Regions from separate parts of the Zea mays genome. Here regions 1, 2, 3 and 4 are each linked to region 5. A link is a contact called in public Hi-C data. All regions are on one chromosome and are shown on one strand. The core of a region is the stretch at or near the end of the contact, and the rest is flanking DNA. Distances in the headings are between cores, read along the strand shown. Region 1 holds the start of LOC100382753. Region 2 holds the start of LOC103653218. Region 3 has its middle 77 kb from the start of tga1. Region 4 holds the start of tga1 (teosinte glume architecture1). Region 5 holds the start of LOC103653216 (nuclear transport factor 2).

Region 1 (2,700 bases), core at 42-2,541, 420 kb before region 5:
TAAATGCTCCTGCAATTTGGTCGGTCGGTGCGGCGATTTGGTCAGGGTTGCTTCTTGGCGAAGACAGGGCCTCGGGCGAGCCGGAAATATATTCGCCGCTGAAGGGGGGCCTCGGGCGAGACGGAAATCCTCCGGGGTCGGCTGCCCTTGTCCGAGGCTAGGCTCGGGCGAGGCGTGATCGATTCCCTCGAATGGACTGATCACTGACTTAATCGCACCCATCAGGCCTTTGCAGCTTTATGCTGATGGGGGTTACCAGCTGAGAATTAGGAGCCTTAAGGGTACCCCTAATTATGGTCCCCGACAGCGCTGATTCAAACACTACTCTGGATACCTGCAGAGTAAAACATGCACTGCTAGTATAGTAGTACTGTCATTCTTCCCTAACCTCATAGTCAAGCCCCTCTCTACAAATTATTCAGATAACACAATAGTTATCACTGAATTGGTAACCATCGGTGTGCATAACACAATATTTACCAAAATAAGAACCAACGTCGCCAGTATGGGGCCAGTGAGGTTAGGGTTGGACTTGAGCACGATCTGCTCGAGCGAGGATGATGATGTGAACAGCGCGGGCGGCGCCGAAGCAGCCGAAGATGGAGAGCGTCCGGAGGTGCGGCAGGCCACGCAGCGAGGCGGGGTCGAGCCTGGCCCCGGGCCTGCAGGGCGGGGTGGTGACGTCGGGGCCCAGGTGGAGGCGGGTGGCGCGGAGAACACATGCTTCGTCGGGCGCGAGCTCGCACTGCAGGCTCGGCCACGGCGTGTCGGTGTAGGGCCGCGGGTGGAGTTGCGGCCACGTCGTGTCACCGAGGAGGTCCGCCATCACCTGAAAGATGGCCGCCAGCTCCGCCCTCGATAGCTCCAGCGCCGGCGCGTCCCCTCCGGGGATTTCGGGTGATGGGGATCGCATCTGGGAGGGTGAGGAGGGCGCGATAGGGAGCGGAGCAGAGGCAACTGGGAGGGTGAGGAGGGCGCGATGGGGAGCGAAACAGAGGGGAGGATGTCGGGGATGTGAGGAGAGGGGACAAAACCGTGCACCATAAACGGCTACACTATAGTCTTAAGTAGTAATAGAGATATGCGTCTTATACTCTCATGTCAAACTAGCTTCGGGGAAATGTGTGAGCCTCGTGAGTCGTGAGGTGAGCCATTCTGGACGGTGGCGTACCTCAGACTCGCCCCGGAATGAAAAAGGCCGAGCAGGGCGGGGTTGTGCATGGGCCGGCCCAATTTCTTGGTGAGGTCTACGTGAAGGTAGTGGAACGAGATCACCTTCCGAGACGAGAAAGGAATCACTCGTTTTCCTCCGGGCACATTCCTCCGAGTTCGGACGGCAACGCCTTTTATGGCCGCCGTTGCCTCCTCCTTCTCGCGGTTCTCCTTCCGCTGCGCCGTCTGCCCCTCCCCGCTCCGCGTCCGCTTTTCGCAGCCCCATCCGCCCGCGCGGCTCCGCGTCTCCTCCACCGTCGTTGCTCTCCACAAGCGCAACCCCAAGCGGCTCAAGTACGCCGCCGAGCGCCAGTTCACGGTACCTTCTGCCTCAAGCGCGTTCTTCTTTCTTCTTTTAACTCTCCGGCTCTCCGCAACAACACTTGCCTTTCGCGGGCTTTCTGGCGCTGACTGCTAAGAACAGTCTCTTTGGTGGCTGGGTTTTGCGCGAACGAAGAGAGGGGATGCCGGGTTGCTGCGGGTGGAGGTGGAGCCCTCCGGCGGGGACTTCTGGAAGCTTGACCCCATTATCGACCTCATCAATCGCGGCGCCGTCGGGGTGATCCCTACTGACACCGTGTACGCTGCTCAATGCTTCACTTGGAAGTTCTGTACGAAAATCACATACCCCAATCGCAATTTTTGAGCATATACTACCAATTTCTATGCGATTGTTGCAACTTGCAAGCACATAAGTTCTGTAATAATGAAACAACGATTTCAGCCTTGAGCTTTTACAAGTTACAACCACTTACAATGCAAATGCTGCAGTATGTGCTTTGTTTTGAAGCAGATTGGTTCCACTAAATTTGAGCCTAGGAAAAATACAGCAACAAAAGATTGATAAGCTGCATTTATCCTATTTTAAATATTTTTATATGTTATATTTAAAATATTCTTGGTTGACTACAAATAACATGGGGTCATACTTTTCACAGCTACTCCGTCGTCTGTGACCTGAGTAACAATGAATCGATTGAGCGCCTTCGCAGGTAAATTCACTGCTTTGATCATTTTGGTGTAATAACTGATAAGTGATGGAGTCCAATGTTTGCTTAGAATCTTAGGCATGAAACAAGCAATTTCTATACTATATAAAGCACTGGTTTCCACGGTTTCCACCGTCGTCGTGCTCCTCCACATTTAAATGGTAAAAAAGCTAAAATTGTGCACAGATGGAGATTCAAAACATGGTTGTTAGCTCCAAACCCACATTCACACCCACCTAACCAGCTGTTTTTTGTGTTTTATGCTCTATAATTATAAATGGAAACCGTAGCAACGTACAAGTACTTTGCTACTTAGCTCTAACCAGTACTATATGCTTGTTGTCGATGCAGACTGAAAGGCATTGGAGACTCCAAGGCAAGACTATCGGAACTATAGAGTCAATTTGGGTCAACATGTTTCTGCAACGAAATATGACTTGCAGAGCATAGTACCCATCTGCATACGCACCATGTTCTTATACTCATGCTAAATTATGCA
Region 2 (2,700 bases), core at 123-2,622, 280 kb after region 5:
CGGTGCAGGAGGTGGGGTTTGAATCCACACCCTAATGGAAGAAGGGTGGAGGACACTGGGCAAAGCTGTCTAACCAGTAGAACAACATAATCAGGTGTTTATAATATTCAATATAAACTGTACATATGTATATATGATTTTTTTATAATAATAAAATAATCGTGCTGGGCCGGGCCAGCACCATGGGCCGAGGCTACGGCCCAAGCACCGCACGGCGCTCGTGCCGGGTTGGCCCAGGGACTATTATATGGGTCGTGCCTCGGGCCGGCTCGCCAGACACGGCCCATTTGGCCATCTATACCTCCGCACGATAATGATAGTCCTCGCCTCAGTTGTTACCACCTCGTTCACCATTCTACTTCTTTTCTCTCTCCCTCATGCCTCCACCTCCGCGCCACCCCATTCTCGACAGAGGGCATAGGAGCAGGCGCCTCCTCCCCGTATTCGTCCGACACCAGCCCCGACACCGACTCGCGCAGTGGCTATTGCACGTCCACGAGGACGTTTCACATCATGCGCACATCATCGTTTTCACCGTCGTTGGACGTCCCGTTCATCTTCCCTGCATTCGCCCTGTTCTTCCACCTCCAACCTGTTGCCCCCGCCAACGGTCGCAGCTGCGAGCCGACCGACGCTCGTCGACACGGGTACGGGGCGAGTCGGTCATGCTTCTGGTCTTTCTCCGTGCGTGTCGTCAAGGAGGACATGGTGGCGACTGCCACACTTAGGTTATTTTAGCGATGAGGAGTCCAGGTCTGAGATATTGGACAACTAAGGCCCGTAGCGTGGCAGCAGTCGACATATGCTACGGAGTTGGTGGTGTTGTTGTGTCGCTTCGGCGGGTCCAGTGTTGGGAAGACACTTGCATTCTCTCGCCCTTCTCGGACTGACGCCTAGTGTGGATGCCTCTTGGTTTGGAGCTGCTCCGGCTGAGCTTCTTTCTCCACTTGCGTGCTCTCTCCCTATATATCTAGCGGTATACTACCTATGTCGCCTCCAGATGTCTAGGTCTTCATCGTGTCCTTCTCCGGCAACGAACATGTATGTTCGCCTCTTCCCTTCCCCTCCTGCTCTATGAAACATTGAAGGTGGGGGAGGCAAGAAATGTGAGTTTCTGATTTGTTCCTTATGGTAACTGTGCGTTTATAAAAAATATTATTCGAAGAGTGAAGACGACTAATAAAAAATCTTGAAATCTTTTTGATAGATAATTTACGTGGATATTATTGTGAGCCATCGCAACGCACGAGTAATCGACTAGTAGATATTTAAACTTCACTATGAACGGTATAAATCAATATCAATGTTTTTAGGTAAACTATGGGGATGTTTAGATGGCCGCCTAAGCCGCCGCCGCCCGCCACACTTCCCACGCCACCAGTGTGGCGCTCGTTTTGAGCGCCACAGGTGTGGCGCGGCGTGGCCGCCGGCGCGCCGATCCAAACTAGCCCTATGTATCTGCGCACCGTTTAACATGTCGCCGCCGGTTGGAATTCCCTACTCCATTCCGAGCTGCCGCCATCGCCACCACTGCGCCGCCAATTCGAATCGGATCCCCACTCCGTTCCGAGCTGCCGCCATCGCCACCGCTGCGCCGCCGATTCGAATCGGATCCCCACTCCTTTCCAAACTGCCGCCATCGCCACCGCTGCGTCGCCAATGGGCTCGACGTGCCTGTCGTGCGGCGAGGGCGCGGTGGTGGCAGACGCGGACTCGGGCGTGCTCGTCTGCACCTCATGCGGCATCATCCAGGACGCCGGCGGCGCGGAGTTCGTCCACCAGTCCACCTTCAACGAGTCGGGGGGCCTCGATCGCCGCGTCTCCTCCCTCGTCCGCAACGACTCCGACTCCGCCTACCGCGACCAGAAGCTCGCCATCGCCACCGCGGGCATCACCTCCATCGCCACCCGCCTCGGCCTGTCCCACACCCGCGCCGAGGAGGCGCTCCGCATGGCCAAGTCCGCCACCGACGGCCAGCTCGCCACCCCGGGCAGCGCCTTCCTCCCTGCCCTCGCCGCCGCCTGCGCCCTTCTCGTCGCGCGGTCCCACCGCCTCCCGCTCTCCCTCGCCGAGGCCGCGGAGGCCGCCTTCTGCTCCGCGCCCGCCCTCGCCGACCTGGTCTCCCGCGTCACCGCCCAGCTATCCCTCCCTCCCCTCCCATGCTTCGACTACACCGCCGCGCTCGACCGTGCCGTGCACCTCTCGACCTCGCTCAACGCCGCCGCGCCCGACAAGACGGACGCCATTCTCGCCCAGGCCCGGTTCCTCTTCCGCTGCGCATCCAAGTGGTCGCTCACCACGGGGCGGTTTCCACTTCCCCTCGTCGCGGCTCTGCTCGCCTTCTCTGCGGAGGTGAACGGGGTCACTTCTGTCTCTTTGGAGGACATTGCAAGGGACATCTCGGCAGGATTGAGGACCAGCCTGCTCCGATACAAGGAGCTCGTTGACGCCCTGGTGCATGTCGCGGGGCACCTGCTTCCATGGGGTGCCGATGTCAATGCCAAGAACCTGCTCCTCAACGCTCCGGTCTTGCTCCGGCTCATGGAGATGCGGTCACAATCGGACCCTTCTGAAGAGTTTCTTATGAGCTGCGCTCCGAACATTGCTGCAATTGTGCAGGCTAACTCTAAAGTTGATGACGAAGTGTCTAAATACCTTCACATTACTCCAGTGGGTTCTGATGACTTTGATTTCGATAAT
Region 3 (2,811 bases), core at 160-2,659, 280 kb before region 5:
GCAGCACCGGACAGTCCGGTGCACCACCAGACAGTCCGGTGAGCTCCAGAATGGCCCAAGTTTGGATCTTTTGAGCCAAACTTCTCCAACTTCTTTTGGCTACCTTTGGTAGCTTCCCTACTACTTAGACAAAGATATTTAGCACATAATCCAGTTGACTAAGTGTGGGTAACATACCTTTTCTTCTCCATTTCACGAGGATTTGCAATATGTCCAAAACTAAGTCCAAAAGTCACTTTTCTTGCACCAATGAGTTAGAAGCCAAACCAAGGTGCAAGAAACATGGTATAAGAGGTATGCAACTAATCCAAACACTTAAACCTTGTGTTTATGTTGGTTTGTCCAAAGTTGCTATTTTGGCCCTTAAATTCGACTCATATGGACTTGTACTTCAATTTGCTTTGGCTAGAACCTGTGCTCATGCTCATATCAGAATTGTTAGTCTAATGTGGTGTGTTGGGTACTTAATCATCAAAATAGGTAGAAATGGCCCTATAGCACATTTCCCTTTCACCTTCCGGGTGAGGGGAGGGCGGACCAAGAGACGTTCCAGCTCCCGAAGGTGTGAATGATTTGACTGAACTAGAAAACCCATGTAAGGAAAATGGACCCCGGGCCATTTGGCTCAATAGGTTTTGGTGTTTGATGATCAACATGTAACACCCCAAAATCATAATTTTGGGTTTACGAAAAAGTTTTCAAAAAGGATTCACTCAAAGCGTCTTTTGATGAAGAATTGTACCTTGGAAATTATTCTTCCTAAAATGAACAAGTGGCAATACTAAAATATTGTTAAATTAGATTTAAACTTTGAAAGTGAAATTTAATTCAAAACAAAATAAAAAACAAATAAATAAAATGGAAAGATACTCAACCATTTAAGTGCTAGAACTATTCTTATTTTTTATAGATTAGGCATTTAGAGATCTTCAAAAAAGGAAATAAATAAGTAAAATCATCTCTAAATGGATATTATACACTAGAAAGTAGTTTTCCTTAAAAATAAAAAAAAATATTGTGAATGTAGTTTAAAATTAAACTACACATCCAGAATAATACTTCTAGAAATAAATAATGAGTGTGTTGCATATATGAAAACATTTTCTTAAATAAATGTATAAATTAATTGCATTCATGCTGGTTTCTTTGGTCTGTTCATTTACTTTATGCTTGAAGTTTGAAACTAGTTTGAAATAGGAATTAAAACAGGATTTGGGAGAGAAGAAATAGAAGATAAAAATACAAAAAAAAAGAAAACGGCCTTGTGGTGGGCTAGGACCATTTCACCGTAGCCACTCCATTTCCTACCGAACGAAGCCATCTCCAATTGCTCTCTCTGCACGTCCTGTTTTATTTCTTTTTTTTATTCCTTTGGCCGGAGCTTACATTAGCATGACCTCAGCGATGATGTCAACATGCAAGCAAACCAGGGTGCGCGCAATGGTACTCTTGGATCGCTGACCTGTGGGCCGTCCTTGGCTGGTCGTCTTCAAAGTCGATCCTCACCATAATCGAACGCATGGGGGGCTCAACGACTGCGATCCTGTTTGTTCCTATTCTTGCGCTGAGCGACAGGTGATCCCTTCGCGCGGCCGCTCGGGACGTTGCCTTAGCGTAGACACTGATGCCATCTCGTCTCACTACCACCATGCGGGGCCGCGGGTAGCTCGTGCATGTGGCCTCGACTGCGGAACGAACCAGAGAAGAAACCAAATTCACCGCGTGATTCGGGGTTGGTTGCGGCCAATGAATTAGCCCGCATATAAATCCTACCCCTATACCTCCTCCACAGCTATGCTGGCAATTTGAACACACCGGATTTGGGAGCCGAACCTAGGGCCGCCGCCTAGGGAACCCAGCGATGGAAGCGCGTGCGCTGTGCGCCGTAGCCCAGTCCCATCACGTCGTCGTTGCCACTCCTTGTTGCCGGGCCACGCGCGGGGTGTTGGCCACCACGTCCCGTGCTCCAACCTCGCGTCGAACTCGGCCTCTGCGCTCAGCATCCGATCACTGGCCGACGCACCTCCTCATCCCCATGGCGTGCTCCCCTCAGCCGTCATCTCCAGCAGCCGCGCGGGGGATCCACTGACGCCGGTCAGACTGGGAGGACGAAGACCTTGGGGTCGTTGATCATCCAGTCGAGGGCCAGGATTTGACTGGGGCGTAACCTCTCGGTTAAATAAATCTTGTGCGCTGGTCGGGGATCCAAGGGCTCAGATGGGATCGACACGCGGATCGGCTGTAGTCCGTAGGATCTAGATCCACGGGTTCGCGAAAACGTACCGGTTCACTTAAGAGAGGATCTAATTTGGGCCATCGATTTTGGATCCAACGGCTGATCTACGCCGATACCCTTTTCGGCTAGGTAACAATTGCATAAGAACCCCTGCTCTTTATATGAATGAACCCGCGACCCACACTATGTATAAAGTAGTTTAATCCAAGTCCTCGGGATTTTACAGAACAGACCCCGAGCTTCTGGTAAATAGTGCCCACAGCCCAAAGGTGAAATAACATGAGTGAAATTAATAAAGAAAAGGATTTTAGTATAAAAATAATTCAAGAAACTTGTTTAATTCATATTTAATTCATTTTAACCCCAATTTGATCCATCCAAATTGTGTTAGTCTCATAGAAATATTTACTACGCAGTAGCAACATTAATTATACGATATCTCATACTTTTATAATTAAGTAACCAATTTGATTAATCTATGTTTATTGGATTTAGCTTTTCCTAATATTAATATAGTATTCTGATCTTATAGTTATAATTTGACTAAAAGATAATATTTAATCAATTTATAATCT
Region 4 (2,700 bases), core at 102-2,601, 360 kb before region 5:
TGTTGATAAACACGTCCTGATCAGACGCCACTTGCTTGGATCTGTTTTAATAATAATAATAATAATAATAATAATAATATTATTATTATTATTATTATTATTATTTCCTTTGCTTTCTTTTTTTGAACTGATTCTTTTGTATGTTGCAATAATAATGTTAAAAGACAAAAGTAACGGCAGGGAGTTGCAGATAGACCTAATATCAAAGGCTGTCAGGGCCCTTTTGGAACGCAGGGATTTTCACTTCACAGGTGCTTTTTTTTATGAAAATGAACCGGTTCTTATGATTTCTTTTTTTCTATGTTTCATCATACGAGTGGAACTCGAACATCCATCCCAAATATTAGAAGACAAAAGTAACAGTAGGAGAGCTGAGAAGCCTGAGATAGACCCAATATCAATTAATTAAAGACTTTTATAGCAAATCCAAAAGGATGCAAAAACACCCCCGTCAAAAAAATAATTATTAGGGACAGGTTACATTTTTTTGGAGGCAAATATGGTGCATACTTCAACAGTTTTATTCAAAACAAAGGCTAAAAGACCGTAAACCGAGCCTATATTTTTTTTAAAAAAACTAGATCCATCTGCCCCATTCCGCAAACGATTGGGGAGACACTACGTCGCTCAAATATGTGGGGGTGGGGGGGGGGGATAGGTTGAAAGCGGGTTACCGTATTTTTCCAACAATGATGGATCCGTCGGGCTGATTTGGTGACAAGGGGATCCCGGAAGGATTGAAGAGAATTGAGGGGAAAATGAACTAATTTCCCTCTCCATTATCTCGGGATCCAGGGTCACCAAATCAACTCTAAATCTGTTTTTCGGGTTGTTTTAAGTGCTTTTGGAGTTACTCTTATACGAATTTGAGTCATTTTTTTTTAAAAAAAAGATAAATCAAAATATACATTAGTCTGTACATAGAGTGACTGCTCTGAAAAAAATAAAAAAACTGTAGAGACACCTTAGCCCCAATAATTGTAGCACAGGCAACAGGTGCACAGCACAACATAGCCCCATTGCATGCATGGCTGCAGTGTGACACATGGCGGTGGGGCCCTGCCCACTGTTCCTCCTTCAGGGACGGAAAGGTTGGTTGCGGCCCCACCATGGCGCCAAGTAATATCGCCGCTGCTCTCTCTCTCTCTTTTCATGCACACGCTCCTCTCTCCCTCCCTCCCACCATTGCTACAGTCGCAGCTGTCTGTGTCTGCAAAGTACTGACTGCTCCCACTCCACTCCACCCCCAGTTCCGGGCCACTCGGGCATCGTTTCTGTTGCTGCAAATCTTTGTTGGCTGCTGCTGCCTTGCTATCTATCTATACACCGCCCGCACCTTCCATTCCTCCTCCTCCGAAGCAGCAGGCAGCAGCTGCATCGCACCTCACACCTCTCGTGTCCATCGATCCAGCCGCCGCCGCAGCTGCAGCTCTCACTTCACTGTTGCTGTGCCACCTCCTCGTCGCCTGTAGTGTCTGTCGATAGATAAACGCCCGCGGAATGAGAGGGAAGGAGCGGAAGCTGCAGCGGGCGCGCGCGTGCAAGGGCTAGGACTAGCGGTTGCAACGTCGGCGCGCGCGGCGTACGTCGGGCATGGATTGGGATCTCAACGCGGCGGGCGCGTGGGACCTCGCGGAGCTGGAGCGGGACCACGCGGCCGCGGCGCCGTCGTCGGGGGGCCACGCCGCCAATGCTGCCGCGGCGGGCACGGGGACGGAGAGCCGCCCGCCGGCGCCCGGGGCAGCAGGGGCACCCGCCGAGTGCTCCGTGGACCTGAAGCTGGGCGGGATGGGCGAGTGCGAGCCCGGCGCGGCCCGCAGGGAGAGGGAGGCCGCGGCGGGGGCGGCGAAGCGGCCGCGCCCCGCCGGGCCCGGCGGGCAGCAGCAGCAGCAGCAGTGCCCGTCGTGCGCGGTGGACGGGTGCAGGGCGGACCTGGGCAAGTGCCGCGACTACCACCGGCGGCACAAGGTGTGCGAGGCGCACTCCAAGACCCCCGTCGTCGTCGTCGCCGGCCGCGAGATGCGCTTCTGCCAGCAGTGCAGCAGGTAGTATCCCCGCCTTCTTTTCCCATGGGGGGCTGGTGTAGTGTAGTGTAGCTCGTCCCTGTCTCGTTTCAAGGATGCACAACTTTACCTTTTCCGGCTTGCCTTTTTTTTTTTCGTTATCTTTTTTCTCTCTCTCTTTTTCCTGAAAACCAAAGAGATGAAAAACCTTCATCTCGTTCGTTCGTTTCCTCCTGTAGCTACGGTACCTGAATTATTGGCACGCCTTTTTCCTTTCTCCCGGCCTCCTCCTGCGCTCGCTGCTGCTGCTGCACACTGCTCTCAGGCAGGCCTAGCGTTCGTTTCCTTCACTTTCTCTGACGCCCTGATGCGAATTAACATCTGCTGCTCCCCAATCGTCTGCTCAAGATTCAGCCCGCTGCCACGGACACGTGAGCTCCTGCGCTTGCTTTTCCGAGCGGTTTCTTGCTTTCACGCCCTTTGGCGGCGACGGGACGGGATGCCCCCCCCCCCCCCCCCCCCCGGTACTCTGCCATTGGCTCCTCCTCTAGTCGGCGCTGCTTGCTTCCCGGCGACAGTTCGCCACCGCCGCAGATGAAGCGCCGCCACGGTTTGGCGTGCCGCGTTGAGCGAGACAGGGGTGTACTCCCAGCTTTGGCTACCATCAATCATTTGATGTTTAGGTGCCGCGTTGTGA
Region 5 (2,700 bases), core at 29-2,528:
CATGTCCATCTCGAGCACTAAGCAGCACTGCAAAAGATATTGCAAGAACCAGTAATTTTGCCACGGAACCTAAAACCACACAGACGAACAGAAATTTCGCACTTGAATAGTGGCATATGTATAGCAGACTAGCTGCTATTTGACGGAAATTTCAATTGTAGTGTACCCAATAAAAAGAATGCACCTTTGAACTTACACGACAAATAAGGACAAGCATAATTGGGCATAAATTGTGCACTGGTACAGTCAATTACAACGGAACGAATATCTTGAGGGTCGAAAGGACCAACAGAATGTATAGACAAAAGGCCACCATATCACATCAATTAAAACAGAATTGAAAAATGGATAGAACAAGGACGAGCATAAACAATTACATATAGATCTAAACAAATGAAGCTGCCTAGTAGAAAAACAAATGCTCCAAACGAATATCGACTGGCACAGTTGACAACTTCATCTCAAGGACAATGGACCAGACATTTATACTAAGAAGATAACCATGAGACGAATCAATACAACACAACAGTAAGCACAGATGATTGGCGCCATTCAATCAAAATAACAAACAAAGCAAGGGCCTTCTACAGGCTATCATGAGATCAGGGCCAAACCTAACTAGGAATCACAGGAGTGACAACTGATCAGATCATGTGACAAGTCATCGCAGACCACACAACAATAAAATAAGCCTTGCTGCTACAAGTTGGAAGGCGGCAGATCGAGGCCAAAGCGGGGGTGCATACCTGAGAGAACTTGATGGGGTGCTCCTCGGGGCCGGTGCGGATGGAACCGGAGACGAAGACGAGCATGCCTCCCTGGGGCCCCGACGGCTGGCAGTCGACGGTGACGATCTGGTGCTCGCAGGCCTGGAAGGGAAGAGATCCGAGCTTGCCGGCAATGGCGGATGGGCCCTGGAACTTCTGGCCCTCGAAGGTGAGCATGGAGGTCTCCTGATACAGCCCCACCAGCGCCGCGCGGTTGGTGTCGAACGTCCGGTAGTAGTGCTCCACGAAGGCTTTCGCCACCGCGTCCGGGTCCATCGCCATCACCTCGCCGCCGCCGCCGGTCGGCACGCACCTAGGGTTTCGAGAGCTCGGGGAAAGAGAGAGAGGCGTCGAGGTGTGAGAAAGGAGAGGTGGACACAGAGGATCGCAGGGGAATTTGGCCCTGGGTGGTGGGGCCGCGGGTCGGGGTTGGCGTCGAAAGAACGCGACAGAATCTGGGTTGGGCGGTTGGGCCTGTGCTACAAATAGGCCCAGCATCTCCCATGCGACGGGCAGGAAGTGCTTTCTCGGCTCTTGGGTTGGGGTTTAATGGCACGCGCATCTACAGAGTACACATCTTTTGTTGAGATGAGGCAGGAGGGGCCGAGCAACAAGAGGAATCCACTAAAACTTAGCTCTTAACATTAGCAACGACTAATATGCAAGCAGCCATTATGGCTGTGTGAGCCAGGACCGCTGAAGCCTGGCTCCGCAGATGCGACCAATCTGCTCGTATCTGGTGAGTCTGGTCCAGAGTGCTTTGAGGATCGTGCGAGCCTGGATCCAGATATGCATGCAGGCAACCAAACATAGAGCTCGCACGCGCATAGCCTGGGTCACAGCAACCAAACAGCAACTACCCGTATTCCACGATGCAAACACGCGCAGATGCAGGCAACCAAACGCATAGTATATATAAATGTGCAAGCAGCTATTTTAGTCTGTTAGATCTAGATCTAACCGTATGCTATATTAGCATTTAAATTCTCTCACCACCAACTCGTGTAGTTTTATAAAAAAGACTTTAATAAACCACGATTATACATACGGTTAGATCTAGATCCAATAGATTAAGATAGCTGCTTGCACGCTTGCACCTAATGACTGCTTGTATATTATTTGTTGTCGCTAACATTAGCCAGAGTTCTCTAAACACTACAATAGATAATAGCCTAGCTAAAATACCTATATTCCTAATTGCCCATTAGTTCATTAGTTGATCAAATTCAACTAATATCAGCTAATAACCGGCTAAAGACACAATTATCCCTCTCTTTTGTCTCAAGAAAATGACGGAGAACAAGAAATGACGGAGTACATGCGCACAGGAGTTAAAGTGCGTGCACCCTGCGCGCATGTACTGTGAGTTTAAAATAAATCGATAGTAGAAATAAGATGGCATGTTAAGATGGAATATATGTGAATGCTTCTATTTATCTGCTTTTACCACACACTGCACTAGATCCGGGCATAAAACCTGAGTCCAAAGCTCTAAACCCAAAATACCCGAACTCATTTAGCCTGAAGCCCGTTACTCGAACAGAACCAGCAAGATAACGAACTGAATACCCGATCTAAGTTCGGTCTAATCGGGTATTAACCCACGGTACCCGAAGTACCTATTCTACCCAAAATACCTAGCATCGTCCAGGCACCAGGCCGAGCGCTAGGCCACAGCGACACAGCCCACGAGCCACGGCCCAGTTAGCCAACTACGAAACTTGGCAACCCTAGCTCTGGATAGCTGTGGCTCTCTCCTTGTCCTTGTCCAGCGGCGGCTGTGGCTCTCTCCCTATCTCCACTCTCCAGCAGCGGCTGCGGCTCTCTCCCTGTCTCCACTATCCCGCGCAAGGAGCAAGCCAGGCAGTCACGGAGGGCGCCGTCCGCAGAGCCGGAGCCGGAGACGGCGGCAGCGGCAGCCCCATCGTCATCA

The links. A called contact is a pair of places that touch in the nucleus more often than the background predicts.
Region 1: a contact with region 5 is called in a Hi-C map of leaf, with 4 times the contacts expected there. The contact joins the promoter of LOC100382753 here to the promoter of LOC103653216 in region 5. A contact is called at or near these places in 3 of 25 Hi-C or Micro-C datasets (leaf and tassel).
Region 2: a contact with region 5 is called in a Hi-C map of leaf, with 5 times the contacts expected there. The contact joins the promoter of LOC103653218 here to the promoter of LOC103653216 in region 5. A contact is called at or near these places in 3 of 25 Hi-C or Micro-C datasets (ear, leaf and tassel).
Region 3: a Hi-C map of leaf shows a contact between it and region 5, with 4 times the contacts expected there. The contact joins the enhancer-like site here to the promoter of LOC103653216 in region 5. A contact is called at or near these places in 3 of 25 Hi-C or Micro-C datasets (ear, endosperm and leaf).
Region 4: a Hi-C map of leaf shows a contact between it and region 5, with 5 times the contacts expected there. The contact joins the promoter of tga1 here to the promoter of LOC103653216 in region 5. A contact is called at or near these places in 6 of 25 Hi-C or Micro-C datasets (ear, endosperm, leaf and 1 more).

Annotation. Positions count from the first base shown.
Region 1 is chr4:46,583,034-46,585,733 of Zm-B73-REFERENCE-NAM-5.0, forward strand. It overlaps LOC100382753, which reads left to right and starts at 1,292. Exons shown (of 9, transcript NM_001175468.1): 1 at 1,292-1,531; 2 at 1,670-1,791; 3 at 2,151-2,204; 4 at 2,553-2,577. The coding sequence starts at 1,349. It also overlaps the pseudogene LOC109945713.
Region 2 is chr4:47,284,021-47,286,720 of Zm-B73-REFERENCE-NAM-5.0, forward strand. It overlaps LOC103653218, which reads left to right and starts at 1,373. Exons shown (of 3, transcript XR_565332.4): 1 at 1,373-2,700.
Region 3 is chr4:46,723,687-46,726,497 of Zm-B73-REFERENCE-NAM-5.0, forward strand. No RefSeq gene overlaps it. Among protein-coding and RNA genes, the nearest start is that of tga1, 77 kb to the left of the region's middle. Within about 2 kb of position 1,410, at least 19 of the 20 cell types and tissues checked have an H3K27ac peak or open chromatin away from gene starts, as enhancers often do. A contact at or near this core is called in ear, endosperm and leaf, where this site is marked.
Region 4 is chr4:46,646,764-46,649,463 of Zm-B73-REFERENCE-NAM-5.0, forward strand. tga1 (teosinte glume architecture1) reads left to right here and starts at 1,352. Exons shown (of 3, transcript NM_001362259.1): 1 at 1,352-2,045. The coding sequence starts at 1,594.
Region 5 is chr4:47,004,187-47,006,886 of Zm-B73-REFERENCE-NAM-5.0, forward strand. LOC103653216 (nuclear transport factor 2) reads right to left here and starts at 1,279. Exons shown (of 2, transcript XM_008680177.4): 1 at 747-1,279. The coding sequence starts at 1,265.